Regions from separate parts of the Mus musculus genome. Here region 1 is linked to region 2. The links are chromatin contacts, called in public Hi-C maps. All regions are on one chromosome and are shown on one strand. The core of a region is the stretch at or near the end of the contact, and the rest is flanking DNA. Distances in the headings are between cores, read along the strand shown.

Region 1 (5,681 bases), core at 944-3,443, 720 kb after region 2:
AAAGAAGCCATCTTCTATGCTACAATGGTTTCTTTAGGAAGGAAGTGAAGACTTCAGGCTGATGGCAATCAAAACATACTCAGAAATCAGCTAACAAGTGTGTGCTCAGGGTGATAGCCTTCTAGATTCGTCTCTGGGGCCTTTTATTTACTCTCTTTTAAATGGCCAGCAATCTGAGCAGATCCAGCAACGAAGGCATAATTCACTGCATCAGAAGTGATGTCAAGGAGAAGAGCAGGTGTCTGTATTAGCATTGGCTGGCTTATGGGCATGAAGTGAAACAATTTTGCACAGATGTTTCAGGGGATGGCAGAGTCACTCCTTACTAATTACTTAGTCAACATAACTACCTCACTGTTTAGCCTGATCTCTGAGGTCTGGGTGGGCAGATGAAAAGCCCCATACACTTTTTACTATGTAGCAGAATAACACAATTAAATTAATGATGTAATGTTTAAATTGTTTTTAAGCTATCTGACACTATTTGCTCTCATGGTGGTATGGAGATAACTGATGCTTAACATAGGAAGGATAAAATGTTTCACTTTGATGTATCTTGTTGTGATGACTATTTCAAGGATGTAATTTCTAGAACTGAACTGTGTAGTCACAGGCACATAGATGTTAAATTCCACAGGAGTAAAGTACAAGGGTCCCTGGAGGACACCTATTAAACATTTACTATCTGTTAGTTTATTAATGAACTAACTTGCCATGGTTTTACTTTTTAAGAGTTCTCTGCGGTCAATCTACTTTTCCTTCTGCCTTCACTGTCTGGGAAAGGAAACTACCCAGAGCTTTAGGTTTCTGTAAAGGTGCAGAACATCAGTCTTACTTTCTCCATGTCACCTTATTGGCCTCTAACTTGCCCTATTTTATTTAATCAGGGATTTCTGTGAAAATGTTGACAAATGAGCTCCGTAGAATTTTGCCTTCTTCGGAAATTTGTAAGAGCTGGATTCTGTTGTGTGTTAAATAGCCTTTAATACCTTTAGGAAAAAAAAACATGTATTTTCTCCTAAAGTGAAAGAACTATGACTTTTGAATGTTGACCAAGTTTTCATTGTGAATTTAGTTCAGGTTAATGACAAAATTACATAATACAATAATATTATATGACATTTGTACAACAAGCTTTTTTTTTCTAAATAACTGAATGGATTTTTAAAAGATCTCCCATTTTATGAAGAAGTTACATACTATTTTGATGTCATATACAAGAGAGAAAATGTACAATTCTTTGTAATGATAGGCAGATCTGAGAGCAGAACCTTCTTTTATTACACTTACTCTTTGTCCTATTTAGGAAGAGGACAGATTAAAAACCATAAAAGTAATCAGCAAAAATGGCAGGATGCGAAGAACTGGGCATGTTGGTTTGAGGTTGGTGTTTATGGATGCCTACATCAGACCCCAATGTGATTCTTTGGACATTCCTCCTTTGAAGCAATATTATGCCTACAATTAGTATGAGTTGAATATATCATTATATTCAGGAACCCATGTTCTTGAAAGTAAAACCATGCTTCAGCTTCTCTGAGAATTCTTTTCATAACCCGGTGACTGATTTTATTCAAGGAAAAGAACTTGGTAATAGCAAGGCTCTATACTACATACTGTCTTAAACTTTTCAGATTGTACAGTCAATGGCTGTGCTATGTGTTCAGTCAAGTCATTAGATAGTCTATGTTAGGAATTTAAACATCAATTTTTATCAGTGTAATAGTTTATTTTAAAATCAAGGTCCATGAAAATCACTGAAGTATTTTAAAATTTGGGTGGGTTGTTTTGCAAGTTCAATCACCTTTTAGCTTTTACTTATGATTTTTTTTTTCTAAAAAGGAAACTTTTATATGTTTTCATTCAGGAAGGCATTACTGCTAACAAAATTATAGTGACTGTTTCACATAGGAGAATGTTACTACCTATCCATGTAGTAATGTTGTGAGGTCACATATGATAGTACATGACAGAGGACAGGAATGGCCTCAGGGGGAGACAATAGTGTATAAACACTTGGAGACACATCAGCAGTGCCTAAGAAGGAAACCAAGACACAAGTAAAGGGATTTCATACCATCCTCTATACCCATAGTATGTTCTCCACAAAACAAGTTATATTAGCCCATGACAGAGCCTCCTATTGCTGGGGGTTTCCTTCTGTGTTTTATTAACTTTCTTGATTTTTAAAATTGACAGCTGCTATAGGAAGCAGGTGTTTATGTCTCCCATATAACTGGTGGCCAAGAAGATTCTTATTTATGGGCATCGATTTTTAAGCTCAGATTGGATTTGCAATGTTTGTTTAATTTAAAGTTCTATTTCTAATCAGAATCTCTTTTTGATGTACATTGCTATAAGGCATGTCCCCCCCACCCCCACCCCCTATTAAGAGAGAGCATAAAGCAGAGAACTCTCCTCCTAGTATGGTTTAGCTTTGCCCTATTTTGTTTGGCAGGTTCCTTTATAAACCTGTTTCCCGCTGTGTTAACTGCCTGAGGAGCCATCTGCCAAGGTGTAAACAGATTCTTATTGCTTGTTGACAGATCTTGGTGTGTCAGCACAAAATTAATAACTGCTTTGTTTTTATTTCAAATACAATTGACCTTATGAAACGATTTAATTTTTTCTGTTTATCTCAACATTTCCCATATTATTAACGTGTCAGATGTCTTTCCTTTTAATTATAAGCAAATTGAAGCGCTATATATGCTTATTTGTATGGAAAGCACATATTATAGGTGCACTGTATTGGAGTTCTGTACTATTTGTATGTCTTCTAATCTTCCCCATGAAAACAAGTTCAGTTAATTTGTATGTTGGTCATATTGTGCTATGTATAGAGTCGATAAGGTGAATCAGAACCAGAAAGTGAGTATATTATTTAAGATATTTCATATTGAAATCTCATTTCAAATTCCTCATCAGAACTGTGGAAATCCCTAGTGAGAACAAAACATCTCTTCACAGAGCTTATGTTATACAGTGAACAAAAGTGTGCAAATGGAAGGATGAGTAAATATTCATATTTCTTTCACATATTTTCACTAATAATAGTATCAGTAGATATAGTTAGCACACAATTAATTTTAGTTCCGTCTTTCCATTACACCTTCTCTGATTTACTGACTTTAAGATAATTTCCTAATTATGTAATTATAGCAGAAGTTGGCAAGGCCAAGAAAACAAAGGAGTGTAATTATTTTCTCTTTACCTTTGAGAAATAATAGTAGTGTGGTTCTGTTTTCTGTTGTTAATGTGGTATAGTGGGGACTAAAAATAACTGTCTGTGAATAAGATTTTAAAAATTGGCAATGGAGATTGGCTAAGCATTTAAGAGAAATGCAGCTCTTGTGGAGGTTCTCAGAACCTACTTCTGGTGGTTCACAACCTCCTGAACTATAGTTTAAGGAAATCTGATACCATATTCTTTCCTCTGAGCGCAACTGCATGCCCATTGGCACACATGTATATATGTATAGGTATATGTATAGGTATAGGTATAGGTATAGGTATAGGTATAGGTATAGGTATAGGTATAGGTATAGATATAGGTATGTATATGTATATATATAACGATTTCAAAATATATAAGTAACGATATATATAACGATTTCAAAATATATAAGTAACGATTTCAAAAATGATTTTAAAATGGTCAGTCTCTCAATATCTGAAGATTAATGAAATGTTTCTTCTAAAAAGACCAACATTACATATGCTTATAAAATGAGAACACTTTTATCTCAGCATTTCTATGAAACAACCTGTCAAAAAGATGAAATAAACTTTCAGTTCATAACAGTATCTATGGCTACAGGAAAGTCTGAGAACCCATTGTAAAATTTGATAATCTTTTCAGAGAGAGATAGAAAAGATGTAAAGAGTAACAGACCCTATTTTCAACACAATGCATGAACCTTGAAAGTTCATAATCAACTAAGAAACACAATAACAATTTATTTTATAAATGCATGACAATAGTTGAAGTAATGTTTTAAAAATAAATGTTATGTGAAAAGTTCACTTAGAAAACGGAAGTGTGCCAGGAACTCCTTAGGGTTTTAGATTTTATCCAATTTAGATGCTAAAAAGACAGCATGCTAGATAGAGAAAACTCAAAAGTCCTGGCTCAGTAACCAAGGACATTTTATCCATCACAAATGCATAAAGTAGAGGATCAGCTGTCCTTGAATGATCTTGGAAACTTCAGCTACAACTGGGCAATACCAAAGGTGAAATGTGGATCCACTGTGGGTACTGTGGTTTGCAGTTTAAGAAAGCACCTCTCACTTCACTGAACACAAATCTTTCATGCACTTGTTATTTGTTTTCCAGAGGGACATCTTATCTCTATTTTCAAGACTGTGATAGCCAATCCTGCCCTTGACCTGAAGGCAAGGATAGACTGTTTAATTCCAAATTAATGGCTATATAAATAGCTGTGAAAGAGCAGTCTGGAAGAGAAAGGAATTAATGTCTGATTTGTGAGATGCACAGAAACCAGAGAAATCTGTAGAGAAATGATAAGAAAAATATGACTTGGCATTTATTTCCATATTTTTGTTTGTTTTTAGTAAAATTTCCCAAGTACATTACTTTGCCAGTTACTTTGGTATCTGTCTGACAAAAGAAAGTGGCTCAAGTGTCTTGACTTTTTACTAGTTGGACCCATACCCACTTAGAGTAATATATTAACAGTTAATCCACATGGTCTTTTAGCTTACTGCAAAGCTGTATCACTTCTAGATCATTTGGAATAATTATATTTAGGTCTTATGTATGAAGGGGTCAATTGAAGGACTTATGTAATTCACCAACAGTCTTTCATGGGTTTTTGGAGAATCATTTTAAATAAATGGTGGACAACAAAAATTCCAAAGTCCCCCTCGTGGGAAGAGTTGATGCCAAGGGTAGCCTTTTCTGTCCATGATAAACTTCTTTCATATTAAGAAAGCCAGTTATGGAGCTGGAGAAAAGGCTCAGAGATGGGTAGCATTGGTTCCTCCTCCGGAGGACTCGGGACTCATTCTAAGCCCCAGCACATGGTGGATCACAACTACTGGTAAAGCCACTGTTGGGGAATCTGATGCTCTCTTCTCAGTTCTCTGGATGCGACATGCAGTCATGCACAGGCAAACAAGGCATTGAAACATGTAAAAATTAAATACATTAATTTTAAAAATTTAAAAATGTCTGTTGAATTATGTTCAAAGTCATTTAATAATATTTATATTAATAATACTAAATGTTTGTATATTGTAAGAGACAAGAAAACTACATAGTAATGTCAGTGAGAATTGTCCAGAAAGTTGAAAAAGAAAGGACAAATATAAAACAGTTTCTAGAAAATACATAATGGGCAAAAGAAGGACCACATATAATAATCACATTTTAAAAAAATTCCCTATAGGGTAACATGACTTTCTGTAATTCAGCTAGGACTGTCCCACTTAAAGTCATGAACATCAAGTTATTTTAAATGTGATATCAATAAGCATATATTAGTCATTGATTTCATTGCTTTGCATAATTTATAAGATCACTCAATATTTGTTAAATCTCAGCAAATACAATCCCTATAACTAAAAAAAAAAATCCAATTTCATATTTAAAATTGGCTAATGCCCAGATATCTGGTGAAAAATTACACTGGGTATGGCTCTGAGAATGAAATTTTA
Region 2 (5,166 bases), core at 627-3,126:
CTGCACTTCATAATATGGTGGGCCTCAGGCCACAGTACATCAATTTACAAAGTTTCTTAAACTTAGTAATGCAGCTTTAATATTTGAGATCTTAAAACTTTATGAAATCTCTATTTCTCCTTTATAATTAAGTACCTGATCACTGGCAGCTAGGTATTCACCCCTAGGTCATGAAGTGTGGGTATATATATATATTATACACACATACATATATATACACACACATATATACATATATACATATATGTATATGCATATATATACCACATATATACTATATATATCACATATATATATATATATATATATGGTATATATACACATACACACATATATAGTACATTTAATTCAATACAACAAAAACATGGTATTTGTTAAGTGGCAATAGTTAAGGTCATGTTTGCATGAACCTGTAAGATTATGTTCATATGAACATACGAAGGTTGACTGCATGATCCTATGAAGGCTGATCATCAAGTTATCAGTAGAGAAGGGTTACAGCTCAGGGGTAGTATTTGCCTAGTTTGTGCTCTGGATCTGATACCCAACACAAAGAGGAAAGAAGGAGCCATTGAGGAGAATGCCCTATAACCTCCACGTAAGTACTTATTTTTAATTTAATGTATTTTCTTCAAACATCCGGTAAAGACAAAAGCATGACACTGAGGAATTACTTACCACCTCGGACATGTAGCTCGTCTCTCATTTCTTTACTGATTTGGGCTGGAGTGATATATTCCTTGCCGTCAAGTGTATGGACTACTTCCAGCTGTTTCTGAGAGATCAATTTATTCACAATCTCAATGCAGTTCCGCTCTGACAACCTGTGCGAAGCCAGGAGTTTAAGAGTGTACTTGCTATGCCGCCCCCCCCCCCCCCAGGTATTTGAAAGCAAAATTTTGAGTAACTTCTACATTACAAAATCTGTCCTTTATTAGTATGATGATATTGGTTGAGTAATTTAAAAAGAAAACTTGAGAGTAGGTTTATATTCCCTTGAATTATTTATTTAATTCACACACGTCACTGTATTATGATTCTACAGATGTTCTCTCCTAGTCCTGCCTTCAAGTATCAAATTTTCCAGCTGAAAACAAACAAACTTTTCTTTAAAATCACAGTATGTTGGCCTTACTGGTACAGTTGGTGTACAGACAGGTCATGTGGCTTAGCAGAACTATAGGTACTATAATGTTAGCTACTCACAGCCATCTTGCACTAAATTTTTTCCCCGGGTTTTGTTGTTTGTTTGTTGTGAGAGTGTATGTATGTCTGTAGCTCTCAATGTTATAGAACAGCATCAACGGACTACTGTGTTTAGGTCCAAGAGAAATAAAATACTACAAGAACTCGTTGACAGGGAGACAAAGTCTATTCGCCTTATATATGCGATGTGTAATCACGGGCGCAGAGTCGGGGTAATTCGGCCACTCCCCCATTTCTGGAGTGTAGAAAAGTTGGTGTCCCGGAGTCCCTAAAATATGACAGATGGCATGTGGGCCTGGCTTAGATCTGTGGCTGCACGTAAAAAGGATTTGGAGGAGGGACAGACTACTTGCTGCGCGCTGCACTGGGGACTTTGCAAGCTCGCCCTAGGCCGGGCAGCGAGCGCCTCTACCGACAGCCGCCGCAGCAGACCGGCTCCGGGGTCCCACCGCGTTCCGGCAGGCAGTGCGGGAGCGGGGCAGCGTCCCGGGCCTAAGCCGGCTCCACACCGCAGGGAACCAGCACCTTTGCGTGGACTCTGCAAACTGCGCCCGCTGGAAGTCAGCCGCCAGCCGCCGGATCTCCTCCCAGGCGTCCGCCATCACTGCTCCGCTCGCCCCGACACAGGGAAACGGCAGACACGTCAGCCTTCAGCCTGCCGCAGGCACCCCGGGACGGACCGCGCAGAGGGCCAAGAGACCTGCGTCAAGGAAATTCGCGAACAGAAACGCGACTGCCGAGCTCTCCGCCCTCAGCTGGGCGTGGCCTGCGGGAAGCGGCTTCCTAAACTCCTACAAAGCCAAGCTGATGCTGACTCAGTAATCCTTTTTGCAAGGTTCCTGTTTCTGTCCAGCAACCATCAAATGATCTTCCGCCCTTGCTGAGCGGACGAGACATACTTCTTTTGTGGGACTCTTACAAACCGTGACTAATCCACTTTGAACAGTGAATGGGGCTTTTACTTGAGCCAAGAATGAAGTCAGTTTTAGAGAAACTTGTTCCACACTACTGCATCAGTTTGAATTTTGTTCTTCCAAAATGAATCTATTTGGGTATAGCAAACGCCATGGACTTCAGTTCATGTGTTCTAAAGCTTATTATTATTATTATTATTATTATTATTATTATTATTATTATTATTTACTCGGACAAAGGAATAATCGTTGCTGGGAGTGAAACTAGGGAAGGCAATGGCATTGTACTTCTTAGACAAGATAACTGCTGCCATTGTTTATTCACACATACCATTTTCCAATCTTAATCAATGGGGAAATCAGAAGGCTGATTGTACTTAGTAAAGAATATTTTGCTTCTTTCCTATGTAAATATATTAGTCCATATAACACGTCCAGTAGATAAATCCATTTGGCTTCTGAAGTGCCTAGCTTTGATTAAATTTAGAGAACTCCATGATAAAGCTTGGCATTCCATCTTATCCTTTGAAGCAGACTCTCTCAGAAAGGTAGGCCAGCCTCCCATCAAGTAGGTTTACTGGCCAGCCAGCCCCTGAGTTTCCTCCTGGCTTCATCTCCCAGTCAGGTTGATGATCATACCCAGGTTTCAAGATGAGCTTGGGCTCTGAATTCAAGTCTGTATGCTTGCACAGAGAGCACTTTAACCTTCAAGCATCTTCCCACCCATCATTTTAAGTGCTTTGGAGGGAGGGAGGGAGGGAGGGAGGGAGGGAGGGAGGGAGGTAGTAATTTTTGACCAATATATGATATTACAGAGGAACTTTAAACAGAGCAAACACTACGCAGCTGTTTTTTAAAGGGTAGGAGATTCTTTTAAAGAACGAACTTGTATAGATTTGGAGAGCTGACATTCCATTCTTTATAAAATTTTATGATAGCTGTCTGTAGTTGTACAAATACCTTGTTAATGTTGACATGCAGACAGTCTGTGGATAGTTGATGTCTTTAGCTACAGTGTGTACAGGATTTATTACACATTCTTGGAATCATTTAGAAATTGTCTTTTGACATAAAAACAAATTAGAGACAGCAATGAAACACTGTGATGCTTGAACATATGCATACATGGATAACATTTGCATTATATCAAACACCTAACATATATTATCCAAGATTAAACATTTGACATCCTTCCTCCTAGTGCTATAAGATATAAAGTACGTGGTTGATGTGATGATTTGTATATGCTTAACCCAGGGAGTGACACTATTTGGAGGTGTGGCCTTGTTGGAATAGTGTGTAGACATGGCTCAAGAGTTCTCAAAGGAGAATTTCTTTCCTTCTTTCTTCCTTTCTTTTCTTTTCTTTTTCCTTTTTCATTGGATATTTTATGTATTTACACTTCAAATATTATCCCCTTTTCTGGTTTCCCCTCTGGAACTCCCTTCTCCCATCCTTCCCTCTCCCAGCTTCTATGAGGATGCTTCCCCTACCACCCACCCATTCCTACCTTCCCACCAGGGCATTCCCCTACACTGGGTAATACAGCTTTCATAGGACCAAGGTCTTCTCCTCCTATTGATGCAGACAATGCCATCCTCTGCTACACATACACATGGAGCCATCCAAGTGTATAGTTGGTGGTTTAGTACCTGGGAGCTCAGGGGTGGGGGTGGGGTCTGGTTGGTTGATATTATTGTTCTTCCAATGGGGTTGTAAACCCCTTCAGTTCCTTCAGTCTTTCTCCAACTTCTCCATTGGGGACCCAGTGCTCAGCCCAATGGTTGGCTTTGAGCCTCTACCTCTGTATTTGTCAGGCTCTGGCAGAGCCTCTCAGGAGACAGCAATATCAGGCTCTTTTCGGCAAGCACTTCTTAGCATAAGCAATAATGTCTGGCTTCGGTGACTGTATGGGATGGATCCCCAGGTGGGGCAGTATCTGGATGGCCTTTCCTTCAGTCTATGCTCCACACTTTGTCTCTATATTTTGACTGGAGCCCTTCTGGGTTAAGAATTTGGAGATGAGTAGGTGGCCCCATGCCCCAACCATGGGCCTTGCCTAACCTCTGGATATGGTCTCTACAGGTTCTCCCTCCCCTTTGTTGGGCATTTCAGCTAATCTCATCCCTGTTGGGTCCTGGAAGCCTCTTGCTTTCCTGGCATCTGGGACTGGTTGTGGCTACCCCCAGCTCCCCATCCCCCATTGCTACACATCTCTGTTCAATTTCCTGACGCTCTGTACGTCTCCTCCATCTCCTCCCATACCTGATTCTCCTCTTTTACCCCTCCTCTTCTTCTCTTCCTCCCAAATCCCTCCCACCCTCTACTTCCCTTGATTATATTGTTCCCCCTTCTAAGTAGGACTGAAGCATTCACTCTTTGGTCTTCCTTCTTCTTGAGCTTCATGTGGTCTGTGAGTTGTATCTTGGGGATTCCATGCTCTTTGCCTAATATCCATTTATCAGTGAGTACATACCATGTGTGTTCTTTTGTGATTGAGTTACCTCACTCAGGATGATATTTTCTAGATCCATCCATTTGCCTGTAAATTTCATGAAGTCATTGTTTTTAATAGCTGAGTAGTACTCCATTGTGTAAATGTACCACATTTTCTGTATCCATTCCTCTGTTGAGGGACATCTAGGTTGTTTCCAGTTTCTAGATATTATAAATAGGGCTGCTATGAACATAGTGGAGCATGTGTCCTTATTACATGTTGGATCATCTTCTGGGTATATGCCCAGGAGTGGTATAGTTGGGTCCTCAGGAACACTCCTCCACTGCTGGTGGGATTATAAGCTGGTACAACCACTCTGGAAATCAGTCTGGTGGTTCCTCAGAAAACTGTACATAGTATTACCAAAAGTTCTCTTATTGATGAAAATAGTTTTCGCTATCCTGGTTTCTGTTATTCTAGATGAATTTGAGAATTGCTCTCTTTATCTCTGTGAAGAATTGCATTGGAATTTTTATAGGGATTGCATTGAATCTGTAGATTGCTTTTGGTAAGACAGCCATTTTTACTATGTTAACCCTGCCTATCCAT

The links. A called contact is a pair of places that touch in the nucleus more often than the background predicts.
Region 1: a Hi-C map of cerebellum shows a contact between it and region 2, with 2.1 times the contacts expected there. The contact joins the enhancer-like site here to the promoter of Ufl1 in region 2. A contact is called at or near these places in 4 of 39 promoter capture datasets (hippocampal neurons, liver and stem cell-derived epiblast-like cells) and 1 of 484 Hi-C or Micro-C datasets (cerebellum).

Annotation. Positions count from the first base shown.
Region 1 is chr4:25,998,093-26,003,773 of GRCm38.p6, forward strand. No RefSeq gene overlaps it. Among named protein-coding and RNA genes, the nearest start is that of Gm24965, 61 kb to the left of the region's middle. Within about 2 kb of position 2,194, at least 2 of the 459 cell types and tissues checked have an H3K27ac peak or open chromatin away from gene starts, as enhancers often do. A contact at or near this core is called in cerebellum, where this site is marked.
Region 2 is chr4:25,279,945-25,285,110 of GRCm38.p6, forward strand. It overlaps Ufl1 (UFM1 specific ligase 1), which reads right to left and starts at 1,877. Exons shown (of 20, transcript NM_001355512.1): 1 at 1,732-1,877; 2 at 679-824. The coding sequence starts at 1,808.